Linked DNA regions of Zea mays: region 2 is linked to region 1. A link is a contact called in public Hi-C data. All regions are on one chromosome and are shown on one strand. Each heading gives the region's core, a stretch centred on a gene start, on an enhancer-like site or on the middle of the called end of the contact. The rest is flanking DNA. Distances are from core to core; before and after follow the strand shown.

Region 1 (6,746 bases), core at 3,182-5,681:
GATACTTGAGACTTTTATTATGACTGCGTATGAGATATTGTCCCTTATTATGACTGGATGAGATGTGTCTTATTATGACTATGGATGAGACTTTTATGATGTAATTGATGAGACTATGGATTTTAAATATTGTTATGTGATTGTATATGAGATGTTTTATATGAAAATATGTTGTGCTATATAGCTGTTGATATATTTGTTATATTGTGGAATGCGCTGTAAAATAAAAATAAATAGCATTTGTAATGCTGGTCAAATTAACTTCCTAGAGGCCAACTGGGTCGTAGTAAGTTATTCAGCAAACTTCCTAAGGGCTACAGTCAGTTGTAGGAAGTTAGCCAGCTAACTTCCTACGGGCTACAGTCAGCGGTAGGAAGTTAGTCGTAGGAAGTTAGTCAGATGACGGCGTGAAGCTACTAACTTCCGAGAGGCTTCTTTGGCTATAGGAAGTTAGACTTCCTAGAGGGCTCTAGGAAGTTAAGCTAACTTCCGACAAAAAATTTCCGAGAGCCAAACTTCCGACGGGATGACTTAACTTTCAAGAGTTTAGCTAACTTCATAGAGTTTAAGGCTAACTTCCTAGGGTTTAGGCTCTAGGAAGTTCACTATTTTGGTGTAGTGTCCCCCTCCCGGCCTCCACTTCGCCTCCTATCCCGCGTGTCTTCCCTGCCTCGCTCAGATCCACACGGGTGCCTCTGCCATGAATCGCCGCCACCCAACGCCTCCTCCCCTACGCGTCTTCCCCGTCACCGTCGGCCAACAGGAACGTTCTCTCCGCCGCCGCTGGCTAACAGCCTCTGCATCGAGCACAAGCTGCGCGTCCTCCCCCGTGTCCGCGACATGGCGTTATCCTCGGCTATCTCCACGGGCCAATAGGAGCGTCTGCACCCCCTCCCCTCTGTCGCCGACAACAACCTCCCTCCATAATAAGTGCTCGCTACGCGTCCCCCAGCGGGGAACAGCCTCTGTAACAACCGCGCGTATGCCCCGCTGGCCCGCTGGCTTATCTTGTTTATCTTGTTTATATATCTACTTCATTATAAGTCCTGCCATTGCTTATCTTGTTTATTCTTTTTTTCAGTTTTCCTTTTTCTCAAGTAACCTAGCTGAGGGATTTGTTACACTGAGTGTTGTTGCTGCAACTACTGTAGAATCACTTGGTGCAGATTCAAGAAACCTTGGAAACAATAGTTTATATTCACCTACATCGAGCCTAACTGATGCGCATAACCTTGGTCGGGGTGGTAATCAAGCTCCCACATGTCTTCAACCTCCTCTTTCTGGCCCTTTTTATGTCCAATACTTGAAGGCAACTCAGTATGCAGCATAGGGAGCTGGCAGCTATGGTGATCCCTCCTTGGAAAGCGGATACATGAGTAACTCATATGGTAATTTAAATGCACTTCAAAAAGCTTATATTGAAGCCTTGCTTCAAGAATAGAAACAATATGGAATACTGCTTCTATACGTAAATTAAACACTGCTTTGTCTTGGATTCTATACTAATCAATTCATATATAGTACTGAATTGATATCATTGCCCATGACCCACAACCTACTAGACTTGTTGAAATATTCGTGCATATTTCTTTTGGGACTTAAAAAGGTTGTTAAAGAATATAAACCCCATATTGTTGTTCAACAGTGAACATTCAGTGTCTTCACTGGTAGAGTTTCATGTCTTCTTGAATGGATTGGGTTCTGATGTACTTGGATCACAACCGGTTTAAGGGCATTGAAGAAGGAATGATAATCTTTTAACAGATGGTATAAGACAATTAATTTTTAGTTCATGTTTGGTGAATAAATGTGATCCCAGTGACAAGACCTCTACTGGGCACTGGTAATCCAGTATATTTTCAAGTTTAATTCTCCTTTTTATTGGCAAATTGAATTTTGAAATATGAACAAATGGACTTGTCTACATGTTAGATGGCTATGAACAGTTGTATACAGTGTATCAGTTAGGAATGTCAAGCTTTATGGTTACTTAATTTGATGCCTGAAACTATTTGTTCTTTATTTGTGATACAAAAATCCACATTTTTAAATTGGATCCAAAAGTTTGAAGCTATTAGTATAAAAAATCGGCATTACTTGCAACAAATTTGTGAAATACCAAGACATCACCAATTATTTTTTTCCTTTTTGTTGTTGATGCAGCTAGCGGCAGTGGAGGCTCTGTGTTCAAAATGAATCTGAGTTCACACCAATCATGAGCATAGTAGTCAAGGCATTGTCTCCTCTTCTTATGAATGCACCATATTAGGCGGTGGGTGCTCCTGATATAATCTTCAGATGCTTGACAACATACACAACTGAAAAATCATTTTTATGAATCATGTTATCTATAAAATTATCTAATATTCATAATTATTCTATAAATTGATTAATTTGGCATGTCTCACAGTTGGAACAAGCCGGCTCGGCTCGCTGCAAAAATGAGCTCAAAAAAATGGCCCTATATGTGCCATCACAACGCACGGAAATTGTACTAGCAACCCTCGTCTTATAGTAATATTTGTCGTTTTGTAAATACGTATCATACTATTTTTTACTCCCGTGGCAACTCACGGACATGTACCTAGTTTACAATATAAGTTAGATAGTTATAAAGGTGATTGGTTGGACTTATATGGATTTCGTGTTCCTATCAATGGTATTCATTTTTTGTCTTCAAAGGATGAGCAGAAAGATTAAGGATTAATTAGCTGGTTCTAAGTGTTGATAAAGTTAATGAAGACATAGATTAGCTACATGATCTTTTCTTTTGGTCATACTAGAAATGAGGAAATGGATTGTTAGCATGACCTAAAAAAGTCTAGTGATGAGTGGTGGTACTGATGCACACATATGAAATCTAGTAGTAATTATATTTATTAATGCCCTATATAAGTTTGAGATCAAATCCAACACAAAAGAGCGTCTAAAATAGATGTGTTGATGATGTTGCAGGTGATCATCAAAGCCATCGCCATGGATAACCATGGTCTTCTCTGAAATCTGAATAAAATGATTGGACTGTTCTCTCGCTGACAATGGCAACCAAATCAAAAAAATGTCATACAAATCCGCACACGCACAACACGATGCAAACACTAGCACCGCAACACACACAGAGAGCGGGTACACAATCGCTCTGTTCGATCAATCAGTTCTGGCGAGCACGTACAAGACAACACTGTCCATTGCATTGAGGTCCTCCATGTCACGCCTGCAGGTTGCGGAACCCGCTCAGCGCTTCCTGCAGGTGCGCAACCGCGCCGTCGTAGTTGACGAAGCCCATGAACCAGAACTCGTGACTGTCCACCGACACCAGCTGGATGAACTTCTCCGCGGGCTTGGTCTTGTTGGCCGACGGGCTCGCCGCCCGCAGCCGTTGAAGAGGAATCGCCACCTGCGGCGTCGTCAGCTCGACTTTGCAGCACACGGGAGCGCGCGTGGGTGGGGGCTGTGATGTGTTGAGAGTGGGTTCTCGCTTACCTTGTAGTGGGTCCACTCCGTTCTGTCGCCGCCGGAAGCCTCGTAGGACAGCGGGCTGTCGCTGCAGAAGGCGACCCTGGCCGTGGACAGGTACAGGACGCCCATCACCGGGCCGGCGGCCGTGGAGAGGTAGCAAGCGTAGGACTTGCGCAGCTGCTCGTCGGGCGGGGCGCTGAAGGCCTGGCGGAATATCCTGTCGTGGCCGCCCTCCGCCAGCACCTTGGTCCCCTGCGCGATCCTCCCCACCGCGGCCTCCGCGATGCTCGGCGCCGTCCTCACTGCCCAGGAAATCAGTTGCGATCAGTTCCACAAATCACAAAGCTTACACCAGTCTGATCGGCGATGGTGTATATAGTTAGAGAGAGTTGATGAACAGAGCAGAGTCGCCCACAGTGCTGCCATGTGTTGCGCGACAGGCCCTCGGCCTTCCTGGTCGCCTCCCCGACCTTCCGCCCCCACCGCGACAGCGCATTCTTCACCGTCTCCTTCGTGCCTGCGCGCGCGCGGAACAACCGATCGAGAGAGAGAGAAAAAAAAGAAACGTCAGGGATAAGCGTCGGGCAGCAGGGAAGAATACATATAGTTCAGGTGACTTGTGGCACCGCCACCGCGCACGGACTCTTGGTCGACGGCTGCACGGGCGAAGGCATCGCGTAAGGGCCGGCGGCGTCCGTGGCCGGCGCCGGCGACCAGCTTCTCGCGTCCCGCTGCATCGCTCACACGCAGGGAACTGATTGGAATGTCCCCCACTCCCCCTGTTGTGACTCTTGTGTGCCCACACTTCAGTTCCGATCCCCGGCCGGCCGGCCGGCCCCGTTCCCTCGCGCGTATCGAAATGGTGGTTGCTTCAGGCTTCAGCTCGACGGATATGGCATGGCAACAGGCCAACAGCGCAGCTACGGGCTAGCAGTCGACCAGTCGCGTTGGTCAGGCATACTACTCCACTCCACTAATTGCTGATCGCGACGGCGACGAGCCGACGAGGCACCTACCCTACCCGCCAGTCTCCGCACCGTTTCAGTTGCACCGACTCCTGTATCCGTGCGATCGGGTTGGGTGGGACGGCGTGTCGGAGTCGGCAACCCATAGCGGACGATGCCACGTGACGCGGGCGCAGCTCCAGCTAGCTGCAGCGGCCCCGGCCGGACACGGCACGGCTCCTTGTATAAAAAAGGGGTCGGCGCCGGTCGAGATGAACGCAACGTTGCGGAGAGCGGACAGCGCCACCGGTCCCTTTGTCCGCGTCACGCTAGGCGACTTTGGCCAAGTTCCAGGTCGAGGAAGGGACGAAGCCACCGTTTCGGTGCCATGCGTGCGCGCTGCGCTGGTGTTGTTTTCAGGCACAAAATTACGCGTACATAGACGATGTCACGTTATTTCGATACTCAATTTAACTGTTACGAGCTGCCTGGACGGAAGATATATTGTAGTGGAAGGCTTAGCATGAATTAAAGCTTCAGAGTTCAGCGTATTCAGGTAGTTACAACTTACAGCACCGTTCACTGGGCCACACAACACACCCACTCACGGCACGGCATCTATCTTCCGGCCCAAACTCTATTCACAACTCCAAAGCTGCATTTATTTAGAGGGTGTTTGAATGCACTAGAGCTAATAGTTATTGGCTAAAAAATTTCTAGTAAAATTAGCTAGCTAACAAATATTTAGCAAACTATTAGCTAATTTACTAAAAATAGCTATTAGTTGAACTATTAGCTAGACTGTTTAGATGTCGTCAGCTAATTTTAACAGCTAACTATTATCTCTAGTGCATTCAAACACTCCCTTAGTTCTGAACTTCTGATCAGCCTCCACAGCCGTGTGTGTTTAGACATTCGTCCCCTTTAACAGCCAGCTTGCATCTGGTGCTGATGGAAAGAGCTGTTAGAATTAAATAGCCTCAAACAGGAACTTAGATACGCTTAGCTAAACACTAAAACACCTACTCACTCCGTCCAATTACATATTATAGTAGTTCAAGTCAGGATAAATCTAGTAACTTCAAATTTATGTTAAAAAATCTTATAAAACATATGATATAAATCGGTCAAAGTTGATGATAATTTACTTAGTATAAATCTAAAACGACTAATTCATGTGGACAGAGGGAGTGGGTCATAGAAGATTATGATTTCGAAGTTTGTACTTTCATTTGGGGCACAGATGTCAAGATGGCCTGGCTCGATATTATAACGAGTTAGCACTACAATTCGGCTCGATATAACAATGAGCTAGAAGACTTGCCAGGCTCGGCTCCTTAGGTAACTTGAACCAGCTCGATTGGCTCACGAGCTACACCAAAAGTACATCTAACAACATTGTAAATCAATCTATCAACTCTTTGTCCATCAGGTATTGACGTATAAAATTTTCACTAAGCATTACATATTTGCACTAAGGCTAGCAGCAAGTAACCACAATCACAAAAAGTCAACGTTCTAAAAACACAATGCAAGCATGCAACTAGGCAAGACTGCAACAATGCAACTGCAACCATGCTATCAAATATACAGTGATGCACCAGATCTCACACCTAATCCCACATCGGATACGATACTCAGATATGCAATCGAGCCGGCTATAACTCGTCGGACAAGTCCGGTGTCACACAGGTAAACGCACCTGATACCCAGGGCTCAACGGTTGACAATGGCTAGCTAACGTGAAACTTACTAAACAAGTCCATCGTGCCACCTAATATGTCTGATGCTGCACAGCAAAGTCTGCTAAGTTCCAATAACTCTAATTGAGTGGGGAGGCTAAATACCACCCAGCCGGTTATTTCTCAAGAGTAGGACGTGAGAAACATAGCAAGATAGTTGTTACTCTAATCCTTTAGGTGTAGAGATCCAAGTGGTAAAAATCACTCGAAGATTAGCATTGGCATAGGTATTTTTGCGAAGTGCTTAGGTTAGTTAGACCGTCATTGTAGTGCTTGCTCTAGGATATCCCTCAATCCCTTGATTCTTGTGCGCACAATTGTATTGTATCGAGTGGGCTATATCTCGTGAGATCACAACAACTATATTTATAGTTTAGTTGCCACCATTATGTTTTAGGCAAAAGCTCGATAGTGAAGATATCGGGGAGCACAATTGAAAAATAGAGACTTAGATTAATATGAAAAACAGTTATCCTAATTTATCCTCTATTAGATGTCACTGTTGGGGACGGATATCCCCGGGTCCACCGGAAGGATAAAAGACCTCACGAAAGGCCCGTAGGCCCAATAATTCGCAAGGTCATCCCTTCGTGGGCCTGGG
Region 2 (6,746 bases), core at 1,239-3,738, 150 kb before region 1:
CGTAGTAGACCACCTTCCTCATCCTCTTGTGCTTGTCGCCTTTCCGATGCGGCTTGTGGGAAGAAGATTTTTCCTTCTTCTCTTTGTGATGAGAAGAAGATTTCTTCTCCTTCCCTTTGTTGGAGGAGCTCTTTTTCTTCTCCCTCCTTTTGGTGCGGGACTCTTCCGATGAAGTGCTCCCGTAGCTTGTAGTGGGCTTTTCGCCGGTCTCCATTTCCTTCTTGGCGTGATCTCCCGACATCACTTCGAGCGGTTAGGCTCTAATGAAGCACCGGGCTCTGATACCAATTGATAGTCGCCTAGAGGGGGGGTGAATAGGGCGAAACTGAAATTTATAAATATAAACACAACTACAAGCCGGGTTAGCGTTAGAAATATAAACGAGTCCGCGAGAGAGGGCGCAAAACAAATCGCAAGCAAATAAGGAGAGTGACACGCGGATTTGTTTTACCGAGGTTCGGTTCTCGCAAACCTACTCCCCGTTGAGGAGGCCACAAAGGCCGGGTCTCTTTCAACCCTTCCCTCTCTCAAACGGTCCCTCGGACCGAGTGAGCTTTCCTTCTTCTCAATCAACCGGGAACAAAAACTTCCCCGCAAGGGCCACCACACAATTGGTGCCTCTTGCCTTGGTTACAATTGAGTATTGATCACAAGAGCAAAAGAGAAAGAAAGAATGCGATCCAAGCGCAAGAGCTCAAAAGAACACGGCAAATCACTCTCACTAGTCACTAGGGTTTTGTGTGGAATTGGAGAGGATTTGATCTCTTTGAATGTGTCTAGAATTGAATGCCTAGCTCTTGTAAGTGGTTAGAAGTTGGAAAACTTGGATGACCATGAATGTGGGGTGGTTGGGGTATTTATAGCCCCAACCACCAAACTTGACCGTTGGCTGGAGGCTTCTGTTCGATGGCGCACCGGACAGTCCGGTGCACACCGGACAGTCCGGTGCCCCTGCCACGTCATCACTGCCGTTGGATTCTAGCCGTTGGAGCTTCTGACTTGTGGGCCCGCCTGGGTGTCCGGTGCACACCGGACATGCACTGTTTGATGTCCGGTGCACCGGTATGGGCGATTCTGACTTCTGCGCGCGCTGCGCGCGCATTTAATGCACCGCAGGGAGCCGTTGGCGCCGCAGGGAGCCGTTGCTCCGCTGGCACACCGGACAGTCCGGTGCACACCGGACAGTCCGGTGAATTTTAGCGGAGCGGCTGCCGCGCGAACCCGAGGCTGGCGAGTTCCGGGGGCCGAGCTTCCTTGGAGCACCGGACATGTCCGGTGCACACCGGACAGTCCGGTGAATTATAGCGCGCCGGCTTCCGAGAAATCCCGAGGGTGAAGAGTTTGAGTCTGGGTCCCCTGGTGCACCGGACAGGTACTGTTCACTGTCCGGTGGCACACCGGACAGTCCGGTGCGCCAGACCAGGGGTGCCCTCGGTTGCCCCTTTGCTCCTTTATTGAATCCAAAACTTGGTCTTTTTATTGGCTGAGTGTGAACCTTTTTCACCTGTATAATCTATACACTTGGGCAAACTAGTTAGTCCAAAGATTTGTGTTGGGCAATTCAACCACCAAAATTATATAGGAACTAGGTGTAAGCCTAATTCCCTTTCACAATCCAGCTTTCACAAATTCGTAGCTTACAATCCACCTTTAAAATTTAGGGTGAATCCAAACACCACCTAAATCAGTTTCCTTCCTTGCTACTGTCTCCAGTAAATTACAAATAGCGGAGGGGATTGAATGTACTAAAATCACCTTACTATTTGTTGCTAAATAGGCCCTTAGTGTGCCTCCTGAAATATGAATCTTTCCTTATCGTTATTCCCTTGATCTAACCAGAAAGCCTTGCTTAGTTTTGTAGCTAGGCAATAGGCATCTCAATTGTCCTATTCTTGAAGAAAACTACTATCTCTTCCCTTCTCTCCTGTTTTTATTCGTTAAATCATAATTTTGGGCCTGCCTTGTTTTCTCTTTTATCAGATTTAAATGAGATTTACTTTAATTTTAGCCGTTTAATAGTGTCTTAGGACATCTGGCTGACTCAAATGGCCTATGGCTACAAGGTCGTTTCCGTCTAATTTAAAACAGTCAGTTTATATAATTTAAAACAGAGAGAATATTTAGCAAATGAAATCAATGGATATTTGCTTGCCTAGTTGATTTTTGAGGAGAGAGAAGAATAGCTTAACGTAACAATTACATCGTGGCCGTATAGAAGAAGCTAGTTGATTTTGAAGACAGAGAAAAATAGCTCAATTCAACAGTCAGTTGCCATATAAAAAGAAGCTGAAAGCTGAAGCCGGTGAGGGCTATACAAAGAAGCCCATACATTCATAACTTGGAAAGAAAATAACACTTTTCTTTTTGCAAAATACAAAAAAAAAATCCCTTGACCGGACAGGTCCTGTGGCGGTCTGGTCCCTGCCAGTCAGTGCTCATCCTTTGCCTTATCTTTTCGCATAGTCGCATTCACCCAGCGTGCGCTCTCTTTTGCTCTCTCTATCTCTCTCGTGGCAACGACTGCGCGAGCGCCGGCGCCTACGCCAGGTGCCCAGGCCTCCGTCGGTCATTTCGCCAGGCATTCGTCGCGGGCTCTTCGCCGGCGACGAGCACACCCACCAAGTAGGCACACCATTCTCTTCCCTTCCTTCTGCGAGAAACTCCGAACCGTGTCTTAAGCTACTTGTATTATGCCTACTAGATTCGATTTTTTTTTACAAAGAAAAGGCTTTACATGTGTAGCCCCATGTATTTTGCTGGGTCCGCCCCTGTCTATATATCATGTACATCGTATATCTCTGAACTTTGGACATTTGAGATGGACAGTGCGTCATCATATCCTTGTTCTAATCAATGGCTTATATAGACTAAGATAACCGTCAATCGATGACTAAAGGCATTTGGTTATATCTGATGCTTTTCAGTTCTGAATCCGAGCAGTGCTTCTCTACATACAGTCGCATCTCGCAGTGGCGGATGCAGAACAAAATTCTAGGTGGGGCCGATAGTGTATGAGACAAATCATCAGACTAGATCATAACTGTAGATTAATGATAATAACACGAATGTTAAATAATAATATCTAGTGTTTCCAAAAACGATATGAATACCAAAAAACCTTTTTGGCTATCTAAAGTAGAGCTAGAGAGAGAAAATAGGTGGACTGACTAAGGACGAGGCACTAGGGCAGAGCAGTTGCACCGGCGTGTCGTTCTGGAGAGTCATCAAATTTGTCGTGAGATGGCGTTGGTGAGAACGATATGCAGGAGGAGCGAGTGCAGGAGGCGAGGTAGCGATAGATGACGGTGACAGCAAGCGATAGCCATTGTCGTGTTGCGACGGCGCGGAGAGACCCTAATGAGTTAGCGAGGGACAGATGACGCCACGATCCCACCAACAGCTTGCCCATCTGCTAATGCGGACTAGGAGGCAAAATATCAATGTTGTGTGCAGGATCCCGACGAGTCGACGAGCTGATGGGTGATGAGAAGGCAAGGTGCGCTGCAGCGGGCGGGTTAGGTCATCGACTTACTGGTCAGTCGATGACTGAAGAAACGAGTGAGCCACGAGTGGGCTTGCGCTAGGGAAGAGAATCAAATGGCTTAGATAAAGAGTGGACTGAGTAGTGAAACGTCGATAGAAAAATAGATCAAAATCTAATTTTTATTAGATTTGTCCACGCTAACTATACAAAAGTTTATTTATTTTGCTGTGTACCTAAACCTAGGCATAAAGGATTAAAAAATTTGAGGTGGGGCCATGGCCCACCTTGCCCACCCCTTGCATCCGCCCCTGGCATCTCGCATGCCTTTTGAATTGCAAAATTGTACCTAGTCAAGGTTTCGATTTTCGAGAATAGGCTTCTATCTAAGATGTTCAGCACTCGTGGTCCATTTCAGTGCACTTATCAGTATCACAACATTATGTTGGACAGACAGATTCTCGTGACAGTGCCTTCCTGGTCGCCTTTCGTTGAAGTTACTGAATCTGAAATCTGACCATCATGAACCAGGTTGAGGATTGGTCCTTTACGAGCATGTTATAATGGGAGAGAACGGAGTTCAGCTGACACTGACCTCCACTTTGAAGAGCACAGGCAAGCCACGGATCAATGCGGACGGGCTGAATAATGGATCACATACTACCAAAGTAAGCATCGGAAAGCGTAGAGATATAGAGGTAGCGAAGTTTTTCTTCGGTCATCACTAGCTTGTCTCACATTGCAAAGCTCTCCCTAATATGCAAAAAGAAACCATTTTCCAAAGCAAGGACTGAGCTGAATATATCATATATTTTTGGTACTTAATATACTAAAAACAGGTTTGCTGAGCATCAGAATTGGTTCCTAGCTTGGTCTAGGCGCACAAATAAATATGGGAAAACAATCAACATATAAAATTCAAATAATTTGAATTGTCCTTTTATTCTTGACCACTGTTCTCTGTTCTCTCCCACCTCATTTCCGAAGAATTCCTTATGTTTCAGGAGAAGCATGAACACGGTGGCACTTTCCAACCATCAAAAGGCCAGAAGCAGCAGCTGTGCACAACATGTGCAAAAGGGCATACTTGTCAATCGGTCATCAACCGGACAAGACAAATGCGAGCTCTAATCGACTCAAAGAAGCCTTACCAAGCACACTCTGTATTCAAGCACTTAATGGATGAGGGGCACAAGCCTTCATTGGTCACATACACAATTCTACTGACCGCCCTGACGAACCAGAGGATGTTTGAGTCGATTCCATCACTGCTTGCTGAAGTTGAACTAGCTGGAGTTAGGCCAGACTCCATCTTCTTCAATGCCTTGATAAATGCGTTTGTTGAGGCGAAGCGGATGGGCGAAGCGATAAACACATTCTGGAAAATGAAACATTCTGGCTGCCACCCAACTACAAGCACCTTCAACACACTGATAAAAGGTTATGGCATTGTAGGCAAACCCGAAGAATCACAGCGCGTCTTCGACATGATGGGCGTTGAAGGATCAGTCAGGCCTAACCTCACAACATACAACATTCTTGTGAAGGCATGGTGTGATCACAGAAATCTTGAGGAGGCCTGGGGTGTTGTGGGCAAAATGCAAGCAGGTGGTTTTGAGCCTGATATTGTAACTTACAATACCATAGCCAGTGCATATGCCAATAATGACGAGACATGGAGAGCAGAAGAGCTCATTGTGGAGATTCAGACTAGAGTGCGCACCAGTGAGCGAACATGGGGCATAATCATTGGTGGTTATTGCCGGGAGGGCAGGTTGGAGGAAGCATTACGATGCGTCCAGCAAATGAAGGATGCAGGAAGTGTTCCTAACGTCGTCATCTTCAACACACTGCTGAAGGGCTTTCTTGATGCAAATGACATGGCTGCTGTCAATAAGGTGAGTTCAGGAGAAACGTTCCACTTTTGTTCATGTACATGCTAGGAAAATAGATTATCTAATTTTGTGTCCATGTGATGCAGATCCTGGGTCTGATGGAGAAATTTGGCATCAAACCTGACATCGTTACCTACAGTCACCAGTTGAACACATTCAGCTCGCTGGGCCACATGGCTAAATGCATGCATGTATTTGACAAAATGATCGAAGCAGGAATTGAGCCAGATCCTCAGGTATACAGCATTCTCGCCAAAGGATTTGTTCGTGCTCAGCAGCCTGAGAAAGCAGAAGACCTTCTGTTGCAAATGAGCCATCTTGGTCTCTGCCCAAATGTCGTCACTTTCACCACTGTCATTAGCGGGTGGTGCAGCGTGGCCGACATGGAGAGTGCCATGAGAGTCTATGACAAGATGTGCAAGTCAGGCGTCTATCCCAATCTCAGGACATTTGAGACTCTGATCTGGGGCTACAGCGAACAGAAGCAGCCATGGAAAGCTGAGGAAGTCCTTCAGATGATGCGGGAGACTGGTGTCAAGCCGAAGCAAAGCACCTACTGTCTCATTGCTGATGCATGGAAGGCTGTTGGTTTGACTGAGAACATCAACAACTCAAATGGTTCCCCCAATGGTCCTTATGCAATCGAGAAATTGGATCATTCAAATGACAATTGCAACGTGCGAATATCAGAAGACAATAATAACAAGCTGCAGTTTTTTGATGAAAGTAATGGGCGTGCAATGAATGGCCGTTCACGTTCCAGTTTTCTTCAGATAACAAATGCACTAGGCAGCAGTGGTATAGTTTCTGCCAAGGTCATGAAGGCTGGAGAATTTCCATCTGAAAGACTGAAGGCTATCAAAAACACATCCTTTCCACAAGGATTTCAATTGTTGCATCTCGAGTTTTGTAGGAAGCAGCTTCGGAAGAATGGTGGATTCTGTAGTCAGAGCATCAACTCATTCAAAATGGGTTTCTCTAGCAGAGGATGCATTTATTAATTCGATGTACACATTGGGCTGAAACTTAAACAAAAACAAATCTCGGTGTTCCAAGTCTCCGCCTATGATGCGGGCCATTTTTATGATTCAGACGCAGTTCCTGCAGTGTCAAGCATTTCAAACGTTTAAAAAAAATTCCACAAGCAGTTTCAAAATACGTGCTGTTTAAATGCAATAGAAACTGATAAGACTACACACATGTCTAAAAATAGGGACATTGAACCGCTATAAGTTTGGCGGAGGCCATTATCAAGGCAGCTCAATTGGCAACCACCTCTACGGTACCGTTACTATAAATCAAATTTGTAGCAGCAACGTTGGCTATAAGCTGTTAAAATTTTGCCGTGAGCTATGAACTGTAGAGAAACA

What was found. A called contact is a pair of places that touch in the nucleus more often than the background predicts.
Region 2: a contact with region 1 is called in a Hi-C map of ear, with 2.3 times the contacts expected there. The contact joins the promoter of LOC100273524 here to the promoter of LOC100284924 in region 1. A contact is called at or near these places in 3 of 25 Hi-C or Micro-C datasets (ear, leaf and tassel).

Annotation. Positions count from the first base shown.
Region 1 is chr7:133,313,530-133,320,275 of Zm-B73-REFERENCE-NAM-5.0, reverse strand. It overlaps LOC100284924 (FIP1), which reads right to left and starts at 4,431. Exons shown (of 4, transcript NM_001157819.2): 1 at 4,103-4,431; 2 at 3,875-3,976; 3 at 3,484-3,761; 4 at 3,014-3,397. The coding sequence starts at 4,196. The coding sequence ends at 3,209.
Region 2 is chr7:133,463,474-133,470,219 of Zm-B73-REFERENCE-NAM-5.0, reverse strand. It overlaps LOC100273524, which reads left to right and starts at 2,488. Exons shown (of 4, transcript NM_001147942.2): 1 at 2,488-2,622; 2 at 4,013-4,149; 3 at 4,486-5,379; 4 at 5,463-6,440. The coding sequence starts at 4,045. The coding sequence ends at 6,377.